Regions from separate parts of the Sus scrofa genome. Here all the other regions are linked to region 3. The links are chromatin contacts, called in public Hi-C and promoter capture Hi-C maps. All regions are on one chromosome and are shown on one strand. The core of a region is the stretch at or near the end of the contact, and the rest is flanking DNA. Distances in the headings are between cores, read along the strand shown.

Region 1 (4,581 bases), core at 761-3,260, 300 kb after region 3:
AGTCAATCTCAGAGACTAACTCCAACCCTTAACACAGTCAAAATAAATCAGGAACTCATCTTGTCTCAGTTCAGATTGAGAATCTGAATGACCCAACCCCCGTCCAATATTTACCATTGAGCCCCTGGGACATGGTGTGGAAGAAGGGACCAGAGCACAAAGGTGGCTGCCTGGGGACCGACTTTGGATAGACTCTGGGCTGGTCAGGCAATTCCTGGAAAAGAGGGATCAGGCAGAGATTCCCCCAATTGTCCTCCTTTTGGAAAACCCAGCGCACAAGTGAAAAACAAATACAGTCTCTCCTGATACTATAACATTCTGCCTGGATCAATGTTTTCCTTGATCTCAAGGACTATTCCTCATTTAGCTTTGATCCCTGCTCTGCTCTTTGTGCCTGCTCTGGTCTAGATAGATGGCTTTTTCTGTATTTTTTAAAAGATTCCTTTAACAAACTCTCCCAGGACAATGAAATCTTTGCATATCAATACTTAACATGAAGGGAGGAAAAAAAGGGTTGAAGAGGAACTGAAGAGAAGGAGGAATATGAACTGCCCAAATATTAGGGTGTGTGCCAACTGGATATTTACCAGAAACTTGAATTTAACAACTTAATATAAACAACGTAAATTCCATATTCATAGCATGGAATAAATTAGATCTACATCTGTCAAAAATAAATAGAAAAAACATAACTAGAGTAGAAAAGCAAGTGGCAGAATGATATAAGTACAATATAGTAAGGTTTACATAAATGAAAAGCAAAAAATCATAGTATATATTGTTCCTGGGTATATGTACACAGGGGTGGACAGGTGGATAGAAAAGTATGAGAAGTGGACTGGAAGGATACGCATCAAATTCATGACATTTGGGAAGAGGCTTTTATTTTTATTTGTAATAGTCCATTTTTATTTGTAATGGTCTAATATTTTTAATGGATTTTTTAAAGGACAACATATTCGTACTTTTAATAACAAAAGCATATAGGTAGGGAAAAAAGTATACATAGGAAAAAAATTGAAAGTGAAATGCCACAACGTTAGGTGGTGGGTGTATGGATAATTGTTTTTTCTTTGCGCTTTTTCTGTATTTTTAAATATCTATATATGTATCAACCTGGATAGATATTTAAGAAACATAGTGGGGTGAAAAAAGTCAGCTGCAGATAATCATAGTATAATAATATTTATATTCATGTAAAAATCCACAATGATAAAAACGAAACACTCTCCATGGATATATCTATCCATATGAATATATCCGTATATATCCATATAAATTCACAGCAAAAGATCCAGAAGGATACACAGTGTACTAAGTGGAGGGACTTCAATGGGGGACAAAGGTAAAAGAACATTGGTACTTCGTCTGAAAAATTTTAATATTTTGCAATAACCCACATAAAACTTGTGTAACTAAAAATGAAAACACCTGAGCTTTTAGAGAAAACGGCCCACTCGAAAATCCCCCTGGTTTGGCTTTTGGAGCCCCTGGCGCAGGTTACTGCTGAAGTCCATGATGTCTTCCGTGTGGGTTAATTTAGGGTCTCCGGGTTTAATGCCCACTAAGAATACAGATTCTTAAACTGCTTTTCATTCTAAGATCGGTTCGGAACAAGACTGGTCTAAATATTAGAGGAAATATTTTATTTTCTGTACCTGGTATATTCTAAATAGTTCTATTAAGATGAAGTAAAGCACTTAAGCGGAAGAAGAAACGTACACGCAAATGCACATAAACGTATGAAGTAGTTTTCTGGAAGGCACTTTGCATAACCGGGTAGCGTGGCCGAGCGGTCTAAGGCGCTGGATTAAGGCTCCAGTCTCTTCGGGGGCGTGGGTTCGAATCCCACCGCTGCCAAGGTCAATCTTTTGACGGTTTGCAGCTGTTTTGCGCCAGCATCAGCGCCCCCTGCTGCCGGGAAGGGCTGGCTCACCTCATGAATGGAGCGGCGGAGGGGGGCGGGTCCGCGTGCGCCGGGGCGGGGCATTGTGGGTAAAAGGAAGCGCGAGGGCTGGCCCTGCTCCCCCCACGTGTCCGCCCGAGTTTCTCCACCGGCAACATGGCCGCTGCCTGAGAGAAGAGCCGGGCCGCCGCCGCCTCTGCAGCCCGCGGGTACCTGGGCCGTTGCAGCCGCCCGCCTGCGGGCCCCGCGGAGAGGTGAGTGCCGAGTGGGCTGCGCCTGCCCGGGCTGGAGCCGGGCCGCACTCAGGAGGTGGGCCTGGGCTGGGCTGCGGAGTAGGCCGGGAGGCCCGCGCCGCGCGGTGCCCAGAGGCCGGGGGCCGCTCGGGACTCGGTGGGGGAAGGACGGGCAACCTGCCTCAGTCGACCTGGGCCGGCCGCGGGCTTCGACCTCGGCTGGGCCCGGTGGTTGGTGAGGCCGCGGCCGAGGCTGCCGGCGGTGACTCAGGGGCCAGCCGCCTTGCCCCGCCCGGCTCAGGCGGGCCTCCTTATGGGAGCACCTGTCCGAAGGCAGCCGGTGACCTGCCGGCGTGGCGGCTCGTAGCGATGGCTGCGTGGTGGGCGTGAGAAGGGGGCCTGACCACCCGCGAGGGAGGCGAAACCCATTGGACAGTGTGGCTCGGGGCCGGCGGCCCGCCCTGATGGGCAGGGGGAGGATACCCAGGCCCTCTCCTGGCTGCTGAACCAGAGCAGCCTCCGCGCGGCCAGGCCCGGATTTCTTCATTCATTTATTCCAGCCACCACTCAGGGCTAATTGAAAACCAACTACGGGCGGCTGATACAGCCCTGACCATTTGGTCGGAAGAGGTGTCAGTAAGCACGTCAAGTAAACCAGTAAATAAATAAACAAGGTCGCTCTGTTGTGTTAGCTTTAGAATCGTTGGGGCTTGGGGGCAGAAAGAGCTCTTAGCAAGCTTCACAATTTCTTTATCTGTGAAATGGGGATAACAGAATTCCCCACCTCATAGGGTTGTGGTGAGGACTAAGTAGGGTAAGGCGGGAGAAGCCCCAGCTTACAGCATTTTGATTCCTGGCTAGATCTCCTACCCTTTTATATTGGAAGAAAATGTGCCAAGTTGTAACAAACCTGTCCTTGGCTTACATTTATACCTTATTTAACCCTCACCACAGTCCTCTGAGGTCGGTACTTTTGTTATCCCCATTTTAGGGATGAAAATAACGAGCAGTCCTAAGATCAAACAGCTCCAGGTGGGACAAGGGTAGCGAGCAGCAGACCTGGGATTTGAACTTACAGAGTTCTGCCTCAGAGTCCATGCTCTTACCCACCGTACTATCCTGCTTTTTGTTAAAGATGCCTGCAGCATAGTAGTTAAGAACCAGAATAAGGATCTTTTGCCATCAGCTAGACCTAGGTTTGTGTCCTAGCTCTGCCGTTCTCCAGCACTGTGACCCTGGGGTAAGTTAACACTCTGAACTTTGTTTTCTGCTTTCTTAATTGGAGATGGTAAATCTTGATTTAAAGGGCTATTGAGCAGAGAAATGGGAATATGTATTTTAAGTTCTTGGAGAAGGGAGGGTCTGACTCTAGTTTTAAGAGGTAATTCTTCTAGCCCCTAGGCTATCCTTCCCTTGAATGGAAGTGGAAAGGGATGACCCAAAGAGGGGGGGAACGTGTGGAGGGGCACACAGCCAATAAGAACCCGGACCTTGAGACTATTTGCCCAGGGGCCTTTCCCCTTAACTCCGAAGCATCTTGTCCTCACCCTATCTCACTCCCTCTAGGAGCTGGAGATTATTTGCAGTCCCCTCTGCTTTTCAGTTTGGTGGACAGCATAGATGGATGCAGCTGGCTGGGGCCTTCAGGCTGCTCCTCTGCTCTGAACACCTCCTTAGCTCACCTGGCATTCTTGTCCCCTTTCCATTTGTCGAGCAAAACCCCTGATGGGGTCTGTTTTCTGTGCCCAGCACCATGGAGCCACAGCCACAGTGTCCCCTTGTGGCCACAAGTCACCCTGTGGAGGCCCAGGGGTTCACTCACTCCTGCTAGGGAAGCTTAGCTTGTGGTGGCCTGGGAGGACAGGCTACACCCCTATCCTCATGTGTCCAGGAGACCCAAGCCATGAGGCCACTAGTCTCTCAGTGGGGCTGAGCTAGACTCACTGGGTACAGGGTCTGTAGCTGCCTGACGTATGCGTTTTGTGTACTGTATTGAGTGATAATTTTATGCCAGGTCCTGTTCTACATATTGGGAGATCAGCATGAATTTTTTTAAAAAGATAGTAATCCCTCTATCAACTCAGCTTCAACTTTTGTGGTTGAAGCCCTGAGAGGCTGTCATGGAGCTTACATTCTAATGCAGAAGATAGACAACTCAGAAGCAAATAGACTAGGTTTTTCCAGATGGTGATAAGAACCTGAATGTGGTCGTGACTGGAAACAGTTACAGGGCGGAGGTGCTGTTTAAGGTGGATAGTCGGAGAACCTCTCTGCTCCTGGAGGGGCTGGGTGATGGTATCTAATGAAAAGAGGTCAGCCTTGAAAGGAGGAAAATAGACGAGGTGCAAAGGTCCTGGGGCAGACTTGGGCTTAGCCTCACATGAGACCTTGAGGCCACGGAAAGGAATTTGGATTTTATTCTATGTGATAGTTGAAGGGCTT
Region 2 (4,098 bases), core at 413-2,912, 380 kb after region 3:
AGCTCCTTATGTTCCTTTTCTAAGTATGAGTCATTTAAGCCCATATTCCCCAGCCCCCAAGTTCAATGGTTAGCATGAACAAACAATCACGGTCATTTAATAGTCAACTACATGAGGTGTTAATTTTTTGTGCCAGTTTAGAGCTGAAAAAGCTGATGTGCACAGCATTGCTGAAACAGAAGAGGCCTGGAGAAAAAAACAAAAAAACAAAAAACAAAAAACCCACAACTCCTGAGGAGTATTCAGCATCCAGGATGAGGGCTGAGAAAGTTTACTTTGGAGTTTGGAGTGGAACCCTAGCTCCCCCAACAGCAGTACTCAGTACTTCTTTGCCATAGCACTGCCCTACGAAATGAGCGAGCACCTGTGTGAAGGGGCCTGTTAGCGTCTGGCACACCAACAGCTTCCCCAGTTGCAAGTCCCTGCTATTAAGAGGCAAAAAACTGGCATTGGCTCCAAAGTGAAGGCCCCTCTAAGGTGTCTCTCTGGAGACAAGAAATCCAAGACAGGCTAGGGCCTGTTTTAAACGAACACCTGTTTTTAACTAGAAAGCAAGGGTGCAAATTGAAGGAAGGGGAATACCGCTGAAGTGCCCTCAAGTCATGTCCCTTGCATCTGGTGAACACAAGCAAAAATTTTCCCGCAACTGAAAAAGCCGTAAAACAGGTGGTGAAGAGATAAGGTTTGGGCAGAGGCTACGACGACTCCCCAGTCTGAGTGTGTGGCTTCATAAATACGTTCTCCCCCACTTAATCTGGAGGAAGGCACTTGGCAGCGTTAGTCTCCGCTTTGCCCATCTGGAAAATGGGGATAACACAAGTTACTCTCTCGCGGAGTTATGGTGCCCATCGAATGTGTGAAAAGGGCTAGACAAGGTTCCTGCCACCTGCAGCAGCTCACACTTGGCACCGACTGTGTTTTCTCCCGGAGGCGGAGAGGCAGCAGGGGCCCCTGAGCCCAGCAAGGGCTCCCCTCTCTGCTCCGAGTAATGCCATGGGGATTAAATCAGTTAATCTGGGGAAAGCGCGTCAAACGGTGCCTGGCGCCCAGCTAGCAGGAGGGGTGATGATGGTGATGCTGATATTGGTACCTGCGCAGAAGCCCGAGTCCCGCGCAGCGCAGTTCCCCGGGGCGGGATGGGCAGGCGCGACAGTCCCAACACCAGGTGAGCGCCAGACCTTCCCTGCACTTGGCATCTGTTGGCCCCGAGGAAAAGCAACTTTTTAAGTTTCGCGGCGGGAGAAGCCGTGAGCCGGCAGCGCCCCGGCCAGGCCCTGCCAGGCGACCGCGCCCTCACCTTGCTGGAGGTCCTGGTGGTCGTACCACGGCTCGTCCTCCTTCATCTCAAACTCCTCCACCAGGTTTTCCGCCAGCATCTCGGCCGGCTCTTCCGGGGGCAGCGGCCCCCGCCGCCGCCGGCCCGCCTCAGCCGCTGCCCCGGGCTTTCCGCCGGCCCCTCCGCCCTCGGCCAGAGCCGCCCTCGGGCGGGACGCGCCGCCGCCCTGGCTCTGCCGCGCAGTCCGACCACAGCTAGCCGCCGCTGCCGCCGCGGGGCGGCTCGCAGCGCAAGCCTCGGACCGGCTTTCCGACTCGCCTCGCGCAGCTCAAAGAGTCCCAACGGCCAGCGCCCAGGCGCTAGCGCCCCGGCCGGCGCCCAGAGCCGGCTCCTCACGCCGCAGCCCGGCCCAACGTGGCACTTTGGCAGAACCCTCCCCGATCTGGGCTGCGATTCAAACCCCCGGCGGCGCCTCAGCCAATCGCGAGAGGGATGTCGGCCGAGCGGCAGCGACATCGTCCAATCCCGTCTCACTGCAGTCCCGCGGTTCGCCGGGTTTCAAGGGCAAGCAGCCAATGGGAACTCCGGGGGAAACAAAGAAGGCGGGAAAAGGGGAAGGGGTGCGGCCGAAGGTCCCGCCCCTCTCTGCTTTGAGTAGCTACTGGGCGTATTCGCGTTACACAGGTGTGGATGTGGCGGCCTCAGCGGCCACTGTGGTGGGTGTCGGGCGCGCTGGCCAGTGGACTGGCTGCGTGGGCGTGAGGGGCGGGAGTCTGGCCTCGGAGCATAAGGCAGTTGCTGGCAGGCGGCGTGAAGGGTTCCGGGATCCTGAGATCCGCTGTCCCGCCGGCCTCTGCTGGTCTTTTCACGCCCAGATTTGGTCTCCTCTACGCAGAGAAATTGAGGGTCGGTCGAAAGTTTAGGGCTGTTAGCTATTTTCTCCTTGATATCTGAGTACAATCAGCTGAGGATTGTACTCACTCCCCCTGAAACGGTGAGCCTCAAACCCACTTGAGTATCTGGGGACAAACAGGAACCGGTGCAGTTGACGGTAACTTAGCCTTAAAAAAAAAAGAAAGAAAGAAATTGCAGGCATTTTTGCATACTTTTAAAAAGATTCACAGATCACAGGACTCTGGAGTCATAATGTTAACACCTGCAGAGAATGCAGTCGAAGCACTAGATGGCCAGCAGAGCAGTGAACACTCGTCTCCAAAGACAATAGCAAAATAAATAACTGCCGGTAGGTTGTGGATTTCACCAGCATTGTGCAGACAAAACACAGACATTTTAAAATAGGGTTACAGACCAGAAGGTCAGTGTTCTCAGCCTTGATGTAACGGTAATGCACAGCTGACAGACAACGGTGCTGTCTCTTAAAGTAGAATGCGCACTAATAAACGTAGAAGGACTTACGGTGTTAGAAGTAATAAAAGCAGAAATGGTAAACTGATAAATTCTTTTCTTCTGAAGCCAAATATGCTAAAAGGTAAAATGTTACTGATAAATTTTTTATTGCTAGGCTAAGACAGAAGCTAGGTTGTGCGTCTAGCTAGTCTAGCCTGTACTGCTCTAATTGTCAATATTCTGGTAGAGAAATTAGTCCCTAGCCGAAAGAAAATAATCACACCCAACTATCTTTTTTTTTTTTCTTTGCTTTCTAAAAAATTTATTTATTTATTTTGTCTTTTTAGGGCTGCACCCATGGCATATGGAGGTTCCCAGGCTGGGGGTCAAATCGGAGCTGTAGCTTCGATCTACACAGCTGATGGCAATGCTGGATACTTAACTCCCTGAGGGAGGCCAGGGATCAAACCTGTGTCCTCATGGTTGCTAATGAGATTCGTTAACAACTGAGCCACCGCAGGAACTCCAAACTCAACTATCTTAATTTAAAAGTCACTATGGATAGAGCTCTTTGGAAAGAGAGATGATTGGATTTAGGATTTGTGGATGGTGATTTGTGGAAGCTGAAGGGGCAGAAACATGTCTCTGATCGCTAAGAGACAGTTTTTTAGTCTCTAATCTGCAAGATTGAAAGTGCTGACTTTTTCCTCCATGGCAGAAGCTTGTTTTTGACTCCAAATCAAATGGGAAAGTGCATCGAAATGCTCTTTTAGAGTCTTCAAAAATCAACAAGAAACATAACAACAATGAAATTCAAGAATGATCCGGAGATAAAAGTTACTGATGATTTAAAATGGCACGGCAAGAAAACCCCAATACAATCCCCCCCCAAACCCAAATATAACAACAATAAACTCAGCCTTTTTGTATTAGTGGGTTGTTTCGTTTTTTCTTCTTGGCCACACCTCAGCACGTGGAGGTTCTGGGGCCTGGGATCCAACCTAACCACAGCTGTGACAAAACCGAGGCCACCAGGGAACCCTATAGGTTCTTTTTAAGGACACTATTTGGGGAAACTTCCCTCTCACCTGAAAAAGCTTGAACAAAAATTGCCTTGAACAAGAAAATTAGTTTTTAATGCTAAAAGCCTAGCTTTGGAGGGGTCTCCCTCATTCTTGTAGAGTCATAGCTGAAAAGCAATCATCAGTTGCCTCTTCAGCAATATTATTATTTGGTTTTGTAATTGGTTAGTGAATAACAACTGAAGTTGATTCTAAAAGGAGGCTTTGGGGTTTTCATTTAATAATTCATGCATATTTAGTGCATCTACCTGCTCAGCCTAATTGTTCCCCCGTTTTGCTACATTTATTTATTTATTTATTTATCTTTTTAGGGCCGTATCCTCGGCATATGGATGTTCCCAGGCTAAGGGTCAAATTGGAGTTGTAGCTCCTGGCCTACACCACAGCCACAGC
Region 3 (4,352 bases), core at 294-2,793:
GAGATGACTAGGTGGCATTTATGGAGAAAATGAGTGTCTCATTTCCTGTCTGGTACATGGGGAACTATTTGGGAAAGACAGAGCTGGATTCAAAGTCAGGGTTAATGGTGATTTAGTCTATGAGCCATGAGAGAAAAGGAAAGAAACCTCTACTGGATAGCAAAATTGGATGTGGTAGACAATCTGTATTGCTAATAAATTACACCAACATCTTGGGTTTTTTCTCTCTCTCCAACCGAAGCCCCTTCCCATACCTCCCTAAATAGTATCGTCCAACACCTAGTTACTCAGGCCAAGAATTTAGGAGTCATCCCTAAGTCCTCTCTTTCTTTTAACCCTTCCCCTAACTCATCAGCAAATCCATCCCTCTGCCTACAAAATATCCAAGACTGCCAATTTCCCCCAATCGTCACTATGCTCATCCTAGTTAAAGCTTTATTTCTCTCCTGGACCCCTGTGCCTCTTAACTGGTATCCCTGCTTTCATTCTTGCCCCTCCCCCCTACAATCTACACTCTTTACAAATTAAATAAGACCTTGTCACGCTCCAGCTTTAAATTCTCCAGTGCCTCCCGGTTGCCTTTAGAACAAAATCCGAACTCTTTTATCCTGTCTCTCAAAGTCCTGTATCTGATCTCTGCCTACCTCTGTCTTCTCATACCACTCACCAGTCACAGAGACCAATTTTGCGGTTCCTTGAACAGGCCAACCTCTTCCTTGCCCACTTCTCTAACGTTCTTGGCACTTTTTTTCCCCTCTGTCTGGAATACTCTTGCCCAGATCTTCTTACATCAGGTCTTTATGAACTTGGCGTTCTCAGTGTTAAAATCTTCCCGGACCATCCTCAAGCAGCACTGCAGCCCCTCAAGTCCCCCATCAGATTAATCCCCAATGTAATTCTAGATCAACACCTGACATTACCTTTATTTTAAAGATCAGGGTATTAGTTTCTTTCTCTTCCCCACCAGGAGGCTCCTTCCTGGCTTCCTGAGAGCAGGAACCTTGTCTCTCATGTTCTCTCCACTCCAGCACGCCCGGCACCTACAGCGCTGTCCATAGTTACTTCCTAAATGGGGCAGTCCCAGGTCTGACAGTCACGGAAGAGGCAATGATCACCCAAGGTGACATGGGTTTGTCACCGACTCACTCGGGGGCCGGCGGAGTCAGGGCCGCCTCCTGCTGTTAAGACCGGCGGCTCCCCCTGACCCCCATTCCTGTCTGCCTTTTAAAAAGCTATGGCTCAAAAGCCTTTTTGTGACCACACAGCCATTGTCAACGACAATATTACTATCACTAGCAAGAGCGTGGACTGACGGAAAGGGCGGGAGCGGGGCAGGGGCCTGGGTCGGGGCCGCGTCCAGGGCAGCGAGACGGGCGGCGGAGCAGAGGTCGACGGCACAGGGTCCGGGGCAGGCGGGAGGGTCGGGGCTGCGGGCCGGGGCAGCAGACAGAGCGGACAGCGGACAGAGCGGACAAGCGGACAGAGCGGGGTCGCCACGGGCCGGGAGCCGGAGCCGGTCTCGCCAGCGCCGCGACTTCGCTTCCGGGTGAGGGGCGGGCGGGCGGAGCAGTTCCGGGGCGGGCGGCGGTTCCGGCTGTGCGGGCCGCGCCGCGGCTGCTGGTCCCGGGCGCGCGGAGGGCGCGAGCAGCGCACGGGGGCCGAGGGGGCGCGAGGCGGCGGCGCGGGGTCTCCGGGCCCCGGCGGCGGCCCATGGGGCGGGAGGCGTGAGGCCGCAGCCTGCCCGGGGCTCGGGGGGTGGGGGGAGCGGGGCGGGGAGATGGATAAACTGACCATCATCTCAGGATGTCTCTTTCTGGCCGCCGATATCTTCGCCATCGCCAGCATCGCCAACCCGGACTGGATCAACACCGGGGAGTCCGCGGGTGAGCGGCGGCGCGCGGGCCGGGCGGGGGATTGGCTGAGGGAGGAGGGAGGGGAGGGGAGACCCGGCTGAGAAGAAGACGGAGCTGGAGGGTGCGAGGCGGGGGCCGGCCTGAGGAGAGGAGGGCGGAGGCGACCGGGACTGCCGGGCCGGGCGGCCGGGGGGCAGAGGGGATGGAGAAGAGACGCGCCGGTCGGGAGCCGAACCCCCGGGCGGAGGGGATCGGCGCCCCGGGCTGAGTGCAAAGTGGCGGAGTGGCGGGGAGCCCTGGGCTGGGCTGGCGGCCCCGGGAATAGGGGTGAGGGGAAATAGGCGCCGACCTGAGGGATCGCGGAGGAACAAGCTTAGTCTTGGATTTTTAAAAAAAAGTCACGATGAGAGGAAGCCGATATGGAGGGAAACCGAGGCGATCGTGAAGGAATCAGAAACCAGGCGGGCAGCCTGGGGGTGTGGGAGGCCAGGAGGTGTCGGGTCCGACCCCGAACACCACCCTCCTGCAACCTCCCAGGAAGCGGCAGCCGGCTGAGAGGTCCTGGCCGTGCGGAGTTAATGGTGCGGGGAGAGCCGGGGGCGTTGCGGGGGATGGGGGCCCTTACCCGCGCCCCCACCAGCCCCTGCCCACAGGCAGTGTTTGAGACGCATGTGGCTTCCGATTTTCCCTTTGAAGCCTGTGCGGTTAGAATTTTGCTTTATTTTAGGCCCGCGAGCTGTAATAATCCTAATAATAAACTTCATTTTATGGGGCCTCTTTCATTCCAGCGCATCACAAAACGCTTTAGAGCTCCTAATAGTAGTTACAGAATTAAATAACACATTCGAGTTGCTGGCTACCCAGCAGCAGTGCCTGCTGTGACACCACAGAGCTCTGTCGGCAGCAGCACCCTCCGGAAAGGGTAGACATCTTTCTGAAGGGTATCCCAGGTGAATGCCCTTGCAGGATTTTTCTCAGCTTGGGCCACCACCCCTACCACACACACACGCAAAATCACTCGCTCACTCACACTCAGACCTATGAGACCAAACCTTTAATTAATGTAACAGCTGCCAGGAGAGCTGATGGGAATACAGGCACGAGCCTGTTTTCTAACTGCTTGTTCGGTGCAGGTGAAGGGAATAATGGGGGTGGGGAATGTCAGGCTCCCTCCGTGAATAATTTGTTGTAAGAATGTGTATCACTGTGCTGTCAAACTTCTTAAGTATTACTTGTGGGTCTGTATTTATCCTGCAATATTTTTAGCTCCTGAAAAAAACTGTGGCTGGGACATTTGTTGCTTCCTCCTCCGTCTCTCCCCCATCTAGACCTAGTAACACAAAATCATACTGTCAGATTTACTGGTTATTAAAATAACACTCTAAAAAATTCTCCTTTCCTTGCCGATGTAGTCTTAGCAAGAGCTCTTAATTGCAAGGCATATATGACTATTATATAGCCCTATGGAGGTGTTAGCTGATGCTAGAGTGGTAATATTGCAATATATAAATGTATCAAATAGACACTTTGTACACCCTAAACATACACAGTGTTATATGTTATATGTCAATTCTATCTCAACTTTTTTAAACTGTAAAACATAAAATACGTGATGTCACTGTTGCTACTGGTTTGCAGTTAATAAGTGTGATGTGCAGTTCTTGACCTGTTGTTTTCATCCTGATTATATGTGCAGGGGCTCCTTTTATAACTTTCTCTGGGACTTTACATACTTAGGGACAAAGAGATTTCACTGTTCGAGCAGATCCTTTCTGTAAGGAAGTTTCAAGTGGAATCCCAACTTAACGAACTAGACGAAATGCCCATGGGAAAGATACAGTTGGGAGAGGGAAGAGAGAGTTAAGGAATAGCATAACATTCCTGGGAAGATATGTATTTGAAAGAAAGCACACAGAGGATGAATACGGCTCCTTCAAATTTGGCAAAGTCATCAGCCCTGAGTTGCCTCAGTGATGAGAGGGACAGAAGCTCAGGGTTTGAAAGAAGTAGAAACTGTTTGAAATAAATAAATAGTTGCAAGAGAAAGCATGCCAACCAGAGACATAGGATTAGCTAGCAGCATGGAAACCTCTTTGAAGTCGGCTGTCAACATACAGTGTAATAACCCGTCTGTTTTGGTGACCTTGTCTGGTAGTGGCTCAGCTACTTTGGCACCAGTGTGTGGTGAAAGCCGATAGAAGGCTTTATTCAGAGTTGGGATTTGCTAGATACGTGCAGCAAAATGATAGAGGAACAAAGGTGTTTGGGGCGTTGGTCAAAACGTTGTAATGATGGCTTATGAAATCTCAGCTGGGTAAGGGGTAAAAGTGAAAAAGAAAGGAGCTGATGTATTATTGGTCATTGAATAGTAGATGGTATATGGTCAATGGAATAGCGAACCTGGACCCAATAGAGTTGAAGACTTGACTGGGAGTGATTGATTCAGCAAACTGGAAGGACAAGGGATTATGGGCACAAAGTCCAGAGGGTGACAGTGGT

Evidence for each region. Promoter capture Hi-C pulls out the DNA fragments that hold promoters and counts their contacts. Hi-C and Micro-C count contacts between places; a contact is called where the count stands out from the background.
Region 1: a promoter capture Hi-C map of fetal liver shows a contact between it and region 3, with 4 times the contacts expected there. The contact joins the promoter of POLR3E here to the promoter of PDZD9 in region 3. A contact is called at or near these places in 2 of 5 promoter capture datasets (fetal liver and liver), 14 of 47 Hi-C or Micro-C datasets (alveolar macrophages, embryonic fibroblasts, epiblast stem cells and 9 more) and 1 of 2 datasets of contacts at active chromatin or transcription factors (alveolar macrophages).
Region 2: a Hi-C map of subcutaneous adipose tissue shows a contact between it and region 3, with 4 times the contacts expected there. The contact joins the promoter of CDR2 here to the promoter of PDZD9 in region 3. A contact is called at or near these places in 2 of 47 Hi-C or Micro-C datasets (retroperitoneal adipose tissue and subcutaneous adipose tissue).

Annotation. Positions count from the first base shown.
Region 1 is chr3:23,878,060-23,882,640 of Sscrofa11.1, reverse strand. POLR3E (DNA-directed RNA polymerase III subunit RPC5) reads left to right here and starts at 2,010. Exons shown (of 21, transcript XM_021086481.1): 1 at 2,010-2,160. It overlaps TRNAL-AAG (a tRNA gene), which reads left to right and starts at 1,779; the gene lies at 1,779-1,860.
Region 2 is chr3:23,794,367-23,798,464 of Sscrofa11.1, reverse strand. It overlaps CDR2 (cerebellar degeneration-related protein 2), which reads right to left and starts at 1,662. Exons shown (of 5, transcript XM_021086479.1): 1 at 1,298-1,662. The coding sequence starts at 1,376.
Region 3 is chr3:24,173,431-24,177,782 of Sscrofa11.1, reverse strand. PDZD9 (PDZ domain-containing protein 9) reads right to left here and starts at 1,543. Exons shown (of 5, transcript XM_021086490.1): 1 at 921-1,543. C3H16orf52 reads left to right here and starts at 1,622. Exons shown (of 3, transcript XM_021086492.1): 1 at 1,622-1,883. The coding sequence starts at 1,778.